Regions from separate parts of the Mus musculus genome. Here region 1 is linked to region 2. A link is a contact called in public Micro-C data. All regions are on one chromosome and are shown on one strand. Each heading gives the region's core, a stretch centred on a gene start, on an enhancer-like site or on the middle of the called end of the contact. The rest is flanking DNA. Distances are from core to core; before and after follow the strand shown.

What was found. A called contact is a pair of places that touch in the nucleus more often than the background predicts.
Region 1: a Micro-C map of the G1E-ER4 cell line shows a contact between it and region 2. The contact joins two enhancer-like sites. A contact is called at or near these places in 8 of 484 Hi-C or Micro-C datasets (the Ba/F3 cell line, the CH12 cell line, the G1E-ER4 cell line and 3 more).

The regions. Positions count from the first base shown.
Region 1 is chr9:32,603,873-32,609,199 of GRCm38.p6, forward strand. It overlaps Gm31871 (a long non-coding RNA gene), which reads left to right. Exons shown (of 4, transcript XR_379224.3): 4 at 2,882-3,211. Among named protein-coding and RNA genes, the nearest start is that of Gm31871, 12 kb to the left of the region's middle. Within about 2 kb of position 3,564, at least 37 of the 459 cell types and tissues checked have an H3K27ac peak or open chromatin away from gene starts, as enhancers often do. A contact at or near this core is called in the G1E-ER4 cell line, where this site is marked.
Region 2 is chr9:32,276,971-32,282,293 of GRCm38.p6, forward strand. No RefSeq gene overlaps it. Among named protein-coding and RNA genes, the nearest start is that of Kcnj5, 65 kb to the right of the region's middle. Within about 2 kb of position 3,736, at least 15 of the 459 cell types and tissues checked have an H3K27ac peak or open chromatin away from gene starts, as enhancers often do. A contact at or near this core is called in the G1E-ER4 cell line, where this site is marked.

The DNA of each region.
Region 1 (5,327 bases), core at 2,314-4,813, 330 kb after region 2:
GTCATAGGCTCATTTTCCTCTATACTTAACAGAGTGTGTCCTTACACTTAACACGACAGTGGTGTCCCCAGAGATGCCACAGTCTTCGTTAGTTATCAGTTTTGTGCTGGGGACCTTCATGCCTGACTCTGTTCTCTGGTCCATGGTTGGTTCAACCTTTCAAGTTGCCTTTGGTAGTGACTTTGTCACATTGCCCTCAGGAGTCCTGAGGATCAGAGGGGAGGGATGAGGGCTGAGGGTTGGGGCTTACTGAATCCCTCCTTAAAAACCACTGTATCTCCTCCTCAGTTTTCTGTTAGCTTTCCTTGAATCTTTTATTTGGGATGGTTTCTGCTGCTTAACAAGTTTGTACAGCCAGGCGATAGTGCATTTGCCTAACAGGCACAAGGCCTGGCTTCTATCTCTGCACCACGTATTGGTGGCCACTGATTTGTGAGATGAAGAGATCTTTGGTAGACTTTAAACTATCCTATTTAAGGGCACCCTCACCCTGCTGCCCTTTTCTCTCTCCCTCTGGTTCTATGATATCTTCCCAGTCCCTCAAATGTAGGGACATGATTCCACCAACACACTCCACCCTTTCTGCTGCCTGGAAAGTGCCTCTTACAGACCTTGGGGCTATCTTGGGACTGGGAGGCTATGGAGACATTTTCCTCAAGACTGGTAGCTCTGCACAAGCTTCTATTCCACCTGTGTCACTTGCTACCCATCTGTGAAAGGACCACAGTGGCTCACTCCCAGCATCACCTGGAGGCCCTCTGACCCCAGTTCTGGGTACCCAGGCTGAATTTCTTCCAGGGCTGACCTCATTCTCACCATCTGGGTTGCAGACCTTCCTGGGTCTCTTGCTCTTCTTAGCTTTCCCTCTCTGAAATGATTCCAAGCTCGCTCATCCTTAGGACTTCTCCAGGCTGAGCCTTTCTGTATTTCTTTCTTCCAGAGACCTATTCCCTTCTCTGGGTACTTACCCTCTTTCACTATTAAGCATAGTTTAGCACAGGTTTCCCAATGACTAGCCAGGACCTGGACAAAGCTTAGGTATTCACTAAGGTTGCTAATGGGTGTCCCGGTCATTAAAGAAGCAACTTTTCCTGCCTGCAGAGCCTCATGAGCCCTGCCTTGGACCAGGATGCTTTCAGACAAATCTCAGCGGACCCCTTGCTGCACCTCCCTTCCTAAGGCACCACTGGCCTTCCAGGCTCCCTTTATCCTGTTCCTAATCCACCAGTCTCAGGCAGGCACAGCCCTGGTGTTACATGTATCTACATTTACTATAGCTTTGGATTGCTCTTGGCTTCCAAGGTCAAGAGATTCTACCAGCAAAGAGGCCTTCGACTCCCAAACCCAACCCTCTCCCACCCTCAGAAGCATTTCTGTGGCTTGTCCTTGTTCATTTCCCTGGAGCCCTCCTGGTCTCTTTGTCTTTCAAGTACACCAGGCTTTTATCTTCAGCTAGCGTCTTTGCAGGAAGCATCCTTTCCCACCAGCTCTGACTGGGCCATATTCCCAATCCCCTCAAAGTCACTTCCTGAGAGATGCTCTGTCTGACTGCCCATATCACACTGGGTGCTTCTCGTATCATCTTAGAGAATGCTATGCATTCATTTCTAGAGTTTATCCCAGTGCTAATCACATGGAACTCTCTGGTAGGCTCTGTGACAGTTCAGATAGGAGCCTGGCTCTTTTACAGGCTCTGTTGTGTCCCTAGCACTTGAGTTCTGTATTGTCTTGCTTGCAGTGCGATGTAGGGCTGCTGACAAAAGACAGAAGAGGTATTTTGGATTGGACATGGGAGTCAGGACCATGTAGGATTTTGTCTCCAGCATCCTTTGCTGGAGTTCACTATTGATAGCAGCCACTTACTTTACCTTGAGCCAAGGACCAACTCGGAGACGCCATCCCTGTAACCATGGTATTTGCTTCTGTTTTTTTTTTTTCAACAAAATGCAACCTCTGGCTAAAATTCTCCCCCTTTACAGTATCAAGGAGAGAGCCCCTCTCTACCTCTCAACTGTCTCCTCCTCCCACCAGGCTGGCAGAGATTAGAAACATCAGGTGAACACCAGAACAGGGACAGTGCTGTCTTTGTGTGAGCATCATCTCTGGGCCAGAGAGAAGACTCAGGACAGGATAGATGAGCTCAGAGCTCATGGGAATTGGGTGGGAGGGCAGTAGAGAACTGCTGCACAAGGAATGCCCAGCCACTGAAGGAACTCTATAGGGCTGTAGGGCTACGGAAGCCCACATTGCCCCCTCCTTCCAGGCTAGTTAGGACCAGAATGAGGTCAGGTTCTCAGATCCATCTCATTGCCCACTTGTACCTGGCTAGATGCTATTTCTAAGCCAGTGCTCTTTCCTCCTGTCTGTTTTCTGTGTTCCAGCTTTGTCCTGTGCTCGTCATTGCCTGCCTATGGTCTCTAGCAATCACTATGTCAGGAAGCCTAGAAGCACACTTCCAATCTTTTTGTTCCCTAAGAGTTCCAGGCTCTGGGTCCAAACCACTAGAGCTCATGGACTTGGAGGGTTCGAGAGGAATGTCCAGCACTCCCCGGCTTGTTTTGTTTTCTCCTCTGTCTCTCCTTTTTTCCGTCTCCATCTCCTTGTCTCTGTCTCTCTGTCATCTATCACCAAGCCTTGTTTTCCCCTCCACCGTGATTTTCCTAATAAGAATCCTGAGGACAGGGGTCAGGAGGACCCTCCCCATCCTCTCCCCAGGCTCACAGAAAGGCTTCACACAGGCCAGGCTGATATCCCAGCAGCCCCCTCAGCCCAGTGGCTTTCTCTCCATCCTCCCTTGCTTTTGTCTGGGCTCTCTTTGTTCTGTCAGACTTGTGAGAGAAGGAAGTAGGTAATTTACTTCTTTCTGCCTTTTTTGTTTCAGGTGGAGAGGACCTTGGAACATCTGGGCTGAGCATTCTGGCATACCATTTTGCTGGCTTATCCCCCCCCCCCCCCCACACACACCCTTTTCTGGATGCAATATGAACAAGGCATTTTCATCTAACGTTTCAGTGTCCCTTCTCCACAGACATCAAGGGCTTTGGTGGATACCTGTGTTAGCAAGCTAAGGATCCTGTGGAAATGGTACGGGCAAGAACAAATGGCAGCAGAGGGATTTTTTTTATTAGCTATGCAATCCTGGGAAAGTTTCTTCTTCATTTCGAGGCTTAATTTCTCATTCATCAAAGAGAGGGGACTTAGCAATGTTTTTGCTGATGGCTCCTGTTTTGAGAGTTGACTCTATTAAAGTATCTAAACTTGGGAAGCAATGTCTAAGTTTTACTACTCATTTTGCCGATCTAGTCAGTCCTAAGCGCCTGTCTTCAGTTCCGAGCACTGTATGGGGCCTGAAGCCTATGTTGGGTAGATTCTTCACAGACCCGGTCTCCTCCCTGCCTGGGGTGGGAACTGATCCTTGCCTTTAGCCCTCTCCCCAGGAGCTGAGGCAGACATTAAAGGCCATCCTAGTCAGGAACTCTGCCTGCTGTGCGGAGCATCTGGCTGCTCTCAGATCTCTGTCCCGACCCTTCTGCTTGTCTTGTAGGATCACTTATCAGCCCGGGCAGATGAGGCTCTGCCTTCCTCTCTGGGGCCCAGGCCCCGCCTTTCTATCCATAAACACTGGAGCCCAAGACAAGGCAGCAACTTCCAGACCTGTAGCTGAGGCTTCAGGGCAAGCTCTTTCCGTCTTCAGCTCTGTCACACGCTGCAGATGGGGTCTGGGTCTGGGTCTGGCTGCCCTTGGTTCTCCAAATGTTCAGATGAACAGTGTGTAGTGACCAGGAAGTTAAGACATGTGTCACTGGCATACAGGAAGGGTTGTCCTTATCCTCTGGTTCCCCACCACCCCCCGGGCCCCACTATTCATTTCAAGCTCACCCTGTTGTAAAGTCCCTTTATTGTAGGGTTTTCCTCCACTTTCGGAGGTTAGGGCCTTCCTTTGCCTTTCAATGCATTTGAGAATCCACAGGTGGTGGCTGCATGGAGCCAGTGTTCTCCAACAGTGTTCTCGAACAGTGTTCTCCAACAACCTTTGGTGCTTTCTCCCAGGAGGGACTCCAGGCAGAGATTTCAGGCTTGGGGTGGGGAGGGTCCTTCTAGAAGCAGAGGACCTTTTAGGAGTTCCAGGCTTTTGGCAACCTGTTGGATCTCTCTTTGGATTCTTCTGTAACAAGAAGCCAATACCCAGTACTTAGGGCTCCCTCCACCTCCGTAGGGATTGGAAAGGTTTTACATATTCTGGTCAAGTATTCTACCACTGAGCTACATTCCGAGAACTTAGTTTCTTTTAAGAAAATTATTTAGAAGACGGTTCTGAGGGTAAGAGCCCTTAATACTACTGCAGAAAACTTGGTTCCCAACACCCACGTAGCAGTTTACAACTTAGCTCCATTTCCAGGGTTTCAGACACCATCTCTGGCCTCAATGTGATAGACACACACATTCAGGCAAAACACATGCATAAAATAAATATAAAGAATTTAAATTATTTATTACTCGTTTGTTCAGTTTTGAGACAGGGTCTCCTTCAGTTGCCTGGTCTCACTTTAAACTTGTTCTGTAGAAGGCAGGTCTTGAACTTAAAAACCTCTGCCTCAGTTTCTTAAGTGGGTGGGAATGCAGGCCGGCCAGCAGACTAGGCCTTCTTCATGTGGGCCTTCCTGTCTTCTTCCCATGCAGCATCTTTGACCCTCTGTTTTTTCCCTTCGTCTCTCAGAGCTCTCTGCCTGGCTTGTGACTTTAAGTAGCATTTCTAAGGTGTTAGGCTACTCCTCTATCTCTGGTTCAAACTCCCTGGTGATTCCAGGCTCTCAGAAGACCGAGAAAAAGGCACCGTGGGATCATATGGCCATACACAAGTCTGGCCTGAGCCATACAACCCTTTTCCCTCATCTCCCTCACACCACCATCTTGCTTCCACATGTCTGGTGTGGAGTCTGTCTGTTTGACATCTCGGTACCTGCAGCCCCCATAATGCCAGCAAGGCCTGTTTCCGCTTGAATTTACCCCGTGTTGCTTCCTCCTGGGTAAACCACCTCTGAGTCTCACTTGGACTTCCACAACGGCATCCTTCTCAGTCGTCCTGTCTCTGTGCTTGGTCTCCTGTCACGGAAACCAGAGTGAACGTGCAGGCTCAGCTTTCTTTTCTGGAAAGGTTTCCTCCTCAGAGGGCGTTGCTCTGCCTGTCCCTGCCCAGCCTGCCTATCTGTACATCTCCCCTCTGTTACCCAGAGTGACACCTGCAGCCTTTGGCATACTCTCAGTTTACTGACCTTTTTCTTCCTTCACCAGGACAAGGACTTTTTCTTTTGAGTCTCAGAGTCTGA
Region 2 (5,323 bases), core at 2,486-4,985:
AACAAAAAGGACTTCTTGCGTGCTTTAAGGGTTTGGGCTGGGGAGCAGAGCCCGGGGGCTTCCCCATCATGATGAGTGCTTATTGTTGGTGATTTGTAAATATGTACATACAATATGATTTTATCTTTTGATTGAAAATAGATTCTTCTCTCATATGATACATCCCAACCACAATTTCCCCTCCTTCCATTTCTCTTAGTTCCCCTGCCCTTCCTCCTCTCCCAATCCACCCCTGCCTCCTTGTTTTCCTCTTCAGAAAAGAGCAGGCCTCCTCGAGACAACAGCCAGACAGGACAAAACAAGATATAACAAGGCAAGGCAAACACCCTTGTATCAAGGCTGGACAAGGCAACCCAAGAGGAGGGAAAGAGTCTCAAGAACAGGCAACAGAGTCAGAGACACACCCAGTCCGTCTCTTAGCAGTCCCACAAAACCACCAATCTAACAGCCAGAATCTACACACAGGGGACCCAGAGCAGACCCATGCAGGCCTTGTGCTTGCAGTTTCAGGCTCGGGGAACCTGTGTGAGCTCATGTGAACCCCGATAGGTTGATTCAGTGGGCCAGGGTCTCCTGGTGTCCTTCATTCCGACTCCTCTTGTCTCTCCCCCCCTCTTTTTCAGGGGTCCCCCATCTCTTTTCTATCTACAAAGCCAAATAATTATAGGAAAATCTCAAACTTCTTTAAGTGTATGAGTAAAAAGTAATTTATTAATCAATTACAAAACATGCATTGGTGGTAACAGCTGGATTTCCCTATGTATATTTGTAAGAGTCCATCTTACAAATGACCCCGCCCTCGACAACAGACATTTGACATCTTTTTCCCATTCTCCCAGTGTGTGTGTGTGTGTTTGTGTGTGTGTGTGTGTGTTTGTGTGTGTGTGTTTGTGTGTGTGTGTGTTTGTGTGTGTGTGTGTTTGTGTGTGTGTGTTTGTGTGTGTGTGTGTTTGTGTGTGAGTGTATGTGTGTGTGTTTGTGTGTGAGTGTATGTGTGTGTGTGCGTTTGTATGTGTGTATATGTGTGTGTTGTGTGTGTGTTTGTGTGTGTGTATGTGTGTGTGTGTGTTTGTGTGTGTGTGGGTGTGTGTGTGTGTGTGTGTGTGTGCACATAAGTGTTCAGGGTCTGTAATGGCACACATGTAGCGGTCAGAGGACATCTTCTAGACATCAGTTCTCTCCTTCCACCACATGGACTCTGAGAATCTTGTCAAGTTGTTATGCTTGGCGGCAAATACCCTTATCTACCGAGCCATCTCACTGGTTCTCATATATTAAAAAAAAGAAAAAGATAAAACTTTTGTTCTGTGAATGAGAACACACTGGCAAAGTGCCAAGTAAGGTTTGTTCCAAACTGAATAGCCAGGTGGCTCTCATTCAGGGGAAGGGAAGCGGAGCCAGTGTCCAGAAGGCCTGTGAATCGGCAGCAGCCTCTCCTCTGGCTGTTCTAAACTTGGCTTTTCTTTCTTTTTTTTTCATTCTTTGTTGGGTGGCAACAAAGGCAGATAGATGCACAGCTCCCATGCCGTTACAGATGCTGCCTGAGCAGTTCTTCCTCTGCTGTGCAAAGGCCCTGACCACAGGGTGGTAAGAGCATTAGAGGCAGCCGGTGTGGAAGAGTTAGTCTGTAAAACCTAGAAAGGCACTCCGGGAGAGAAAGAGACCCCTGCAGCGCATGCTTCTCATACAGGGGCTACTAAATGTATCTTGGTGGTTGTATGCTTAGGTATAATTGTCAACGTGACATAAATCAAGATCACCCAGCAAGAGACCCTATGAAGAATGGGCAAGTTTAAGTTGGTCCGTAAGCATGTTGGTGAGAGATGTTAAAATTACGTTACTTGGGGTGAGAAGACCTACCCTGAATGTGGATGGCACAGGTCCCCAGGCCTTGGGTACTGAGCTGAGTAAGAGGGGGAAATGGGCTGAGTATGAGTTAAGCGTGCATGGTTTATTTTCTCTCTGCCTTTGATGGTGGATGTGACTGGCTGTTTCCAGTTCCTGCGACCTTGACTTCCACTGTTACTTGGAATTGTTAGCAAAATCAATCCTTCTTTATGTAAGCTATTTTGATCAGGGTATTTCATCTCAGCAACAGGAAACCAAGCTAAGACAGCAGCAGGCATACACACTATTTTGGTGATCATCGGAAAAGAGTGCTAAGAACCTTTTCTCTTTCTGTTAAATGCTATTGTAGTGAGGGTTAAAAGTGGGGTCCCACGTCCAGCCCAAGGCTCGGGCCACTGGGCAAGGTGGGACACAGGAAGTTTGACTGCATGTACCCCTACTGCCACCAGGCAGGCATTGGCTGTGAGAAGCCACAGGACCTTGCTCTGGGAGGGTGGAGAAACACAGTCTGAGGTCCCCACAGACCTGCTGGAATTGGTTCGGGGTCCCCAGGGCCTGCACAGAGGCCAAAGATGACAGGTTCTCAGGCTGTTGGACACTGCAAAGGCCGCTTGATGTTGCAGAAGAGATGAGAACAGAGTGTGGGCCCGTGGGCTGGTTCTGGCCTGGGCTGAAGGGAAAAGGGCAAGAGGGGAGCTCTGGCTGAGTCCCACAGGGAGGAGAGCCCTTGGTTGGCTCCTGAGGGTGGCTTGGCTTGGTTTGGCTGATGGCAGTGGCTGGGAATGCAGAGAGGCCTCCCGTGGGAGATTAGAGGCACAACCCATTAGAGGGAGACCTGTTCCATTGCTCCAGCACTGCAGATCCCGACAAAAAGAGGCAGTCCATGGTTTTAAGGCATTTATTTCAGTGCCAGAAGGGGAGCTAAGAGGGTAGTAAAGGTAGAGAGAAGGAGAGAGTAGAGAAGAAGAGGCCAGCCATGGCTACGTGTGTGTGTGTGTGTGGGGGGGGGGGGAATGTGGAGAGAAGGGGAGCAAGAGGGCAAGAGAGAGAGGCAAGAGTAAGAAAGTAAGGATAAGAGAGTAAGAGAGGGAGGAGGTGGCAAGCAGCCCTTTTTATAGTGGGCCAGCCTACCTTGCTGTTGCCAGGTAACTGTAGGGGTAGAGTCCAAACAGAATACCAGGGACTTGAGGACGTTGCCCTAGTGACTGATGGCCACAGAATTATGGAGCTGGGGCCTCCTGTCAGGAGCCTAGTGTCTGGGAGCGTGGCAAACAGGTCTTCCATCCCTTGCAGAGCTATCTGCTGGTTCTCCAGGGTTTAAACCTAGCTCAATCAGAAAACAAGCTGCCTTTCAAAGTCCCACATTGTAGGATGGCTCTGGAGGCACCTTTTGCAGGGATGATAGTCTGATAAACTAACACTGGGAGGCCAGGTTTGCACATAGGGGCTGGGACACATCCTGGGTTTTGGTGTGATTCTTCGAAAACAGTAAGAAAATCACCAAGAAAGGAGGGCACTGATAATTAGGCCTTAACCATGATTCATTACTATTTTAAAACTCTTATTTGACACGTCTCCATTTTTTAAAAGAATTTTTCTATGATAATAGCCTTCACAGCAATTGTTAGTTTTAAAAATACTTATTTCCTTTTATGTGTATGATTTTGCTGTTATTAACAGGCTCACAATAGTTTGATTTTACCAATGAAGACTCAGGAGAAGATGCGGGAGTGAAACCCCACTATCTCACAGATGCAGGAGTGAAACCCCACTATCTCAGAGAGGCAGACAAAGCACTCAACTGACTTTCCTCTTCCACGCTATCTCAAAAACCTCAAACTAAATGTCCCTCCCGTCTACTTCCTGTGCATCTCTCTATCCGTCCTTCTGACTTCCTCTTACTCTACACGATTGTTTCCTGTGTTCACTCTCTGTCAATTGGTTGCTTGCTCTACCTCCTGACCCATGGTTGACTTTATTTAATCCTGTTTACAATAAACAGCAAGCTCTTGGATTAAAGGTGTATGATAGGGCTGAGCCACACCACAACTAGAAACAGGTTTTTCCAGCAAATAACACAATCTCAGGGCATACAATGTGATCAAATATCCTGCAACATGAATATTTTGCTTGCATGTATGTCCGTGTACTACGTACATGCTAATACATGTAGAAGACAGAAAAAGGCTTTGAATCCCCTGTAACTGGAGTTACATGTGGCTACGAGCTGCCCACATAGGTGCTGGGAATTAAACCCCCTCTTGTCCTCTGCAAGAGCAACAAGGGCTCCTAACCACAGCCATTTCTCCAGCCCCATGGTTGAGATTCTTGGTTTTCAGCCAGGAAGAGGCTTGGCTGCTGCTGTACTTTGTGGACCAGGAGTTTTGAGGTCCTTGGCATCTTCTTCAAAAGAACTGAAGAGGTGACACCAAAGGCAAAAGCAGCACATTTTATTTATTAAGACAGTAAGGAAGCAGCAGGCAGGCTGTCTAACTACAGGGCCCCAGAGCTCTGGTTAGGGTTTGGGCCTCTTTTTATTGAGTTCAGGAGGAGGAGGGGTTGGTTGCCAAGGTGCAGGTGGTCCTCTGCTTTGATTGATAGACTTGGGTTTTGTCAGTTTTTCTTCTTTGCACATATCCTTCCCTACCCATCTGATTTTAATCATAAACAGTATTGCCAACTATAGATGCCAACTATGGATGGGCATAAGATGGTAAGTAGGGATCCTTCTTAAAAGTTCACTTATAGGAAACAGCTTTCCTTACTGTGCATGTACCCAAGCCAGTTCAGGTTGGGCTAGTCCCATTCCCCCTATTCCTGGGCATGTTGGGAGACACTTCTGAATGGAAATGGGCATTTTCACAGGATGTCCACAGGAGTAACGCAGTCCTCTACTTGAAGTGAGATATAAAAGCAACTCAGCACAGTTGAGGGTCCCAGGCTTCGTGTGCATGGTTAGAAAAGGGGTGTGTGTGACTCAGTGCAGGTGCAGATCGCAGGCTGCAGGTGCATTGTTAAGCAAAGGGGTAAATGTGTAGTTCAAGCCAACTGAGATACCAAGTCACCTCTCTATTTGCTTACCCCAAGTTTAAGTACACTCCCGAGTGAGGAGCTCCGCTCTCTTCCCATGTCCCCATAGTCTTGCCTGTCATATTACCCGGCCTCAGTATGAAAAGAAAAAGGGATCTTTAGCTCACTTAATATATTGAATCTTTTCCCACTCCGTGGCTGATCATTTCTTCCCCTAATTTTTTTCGTATTTGTTTGTTTACTTTAGAACAAAGCCTTACATTCACTGTGTAATTTTCCTATACTTTTTAATGTCTGGCTTGGAGTTGTAGAACTTCTCGTGGGTATGGTTTGATACTTTGCAGCTGTGTAGTTAGAAAACGCAGTTTAGGTTCTCTGTCCTCCTTGTGTCTACTTCATTTGCATTCAGTTTGTTCCTGTACACAGCCTTACATAGTGATCCCAT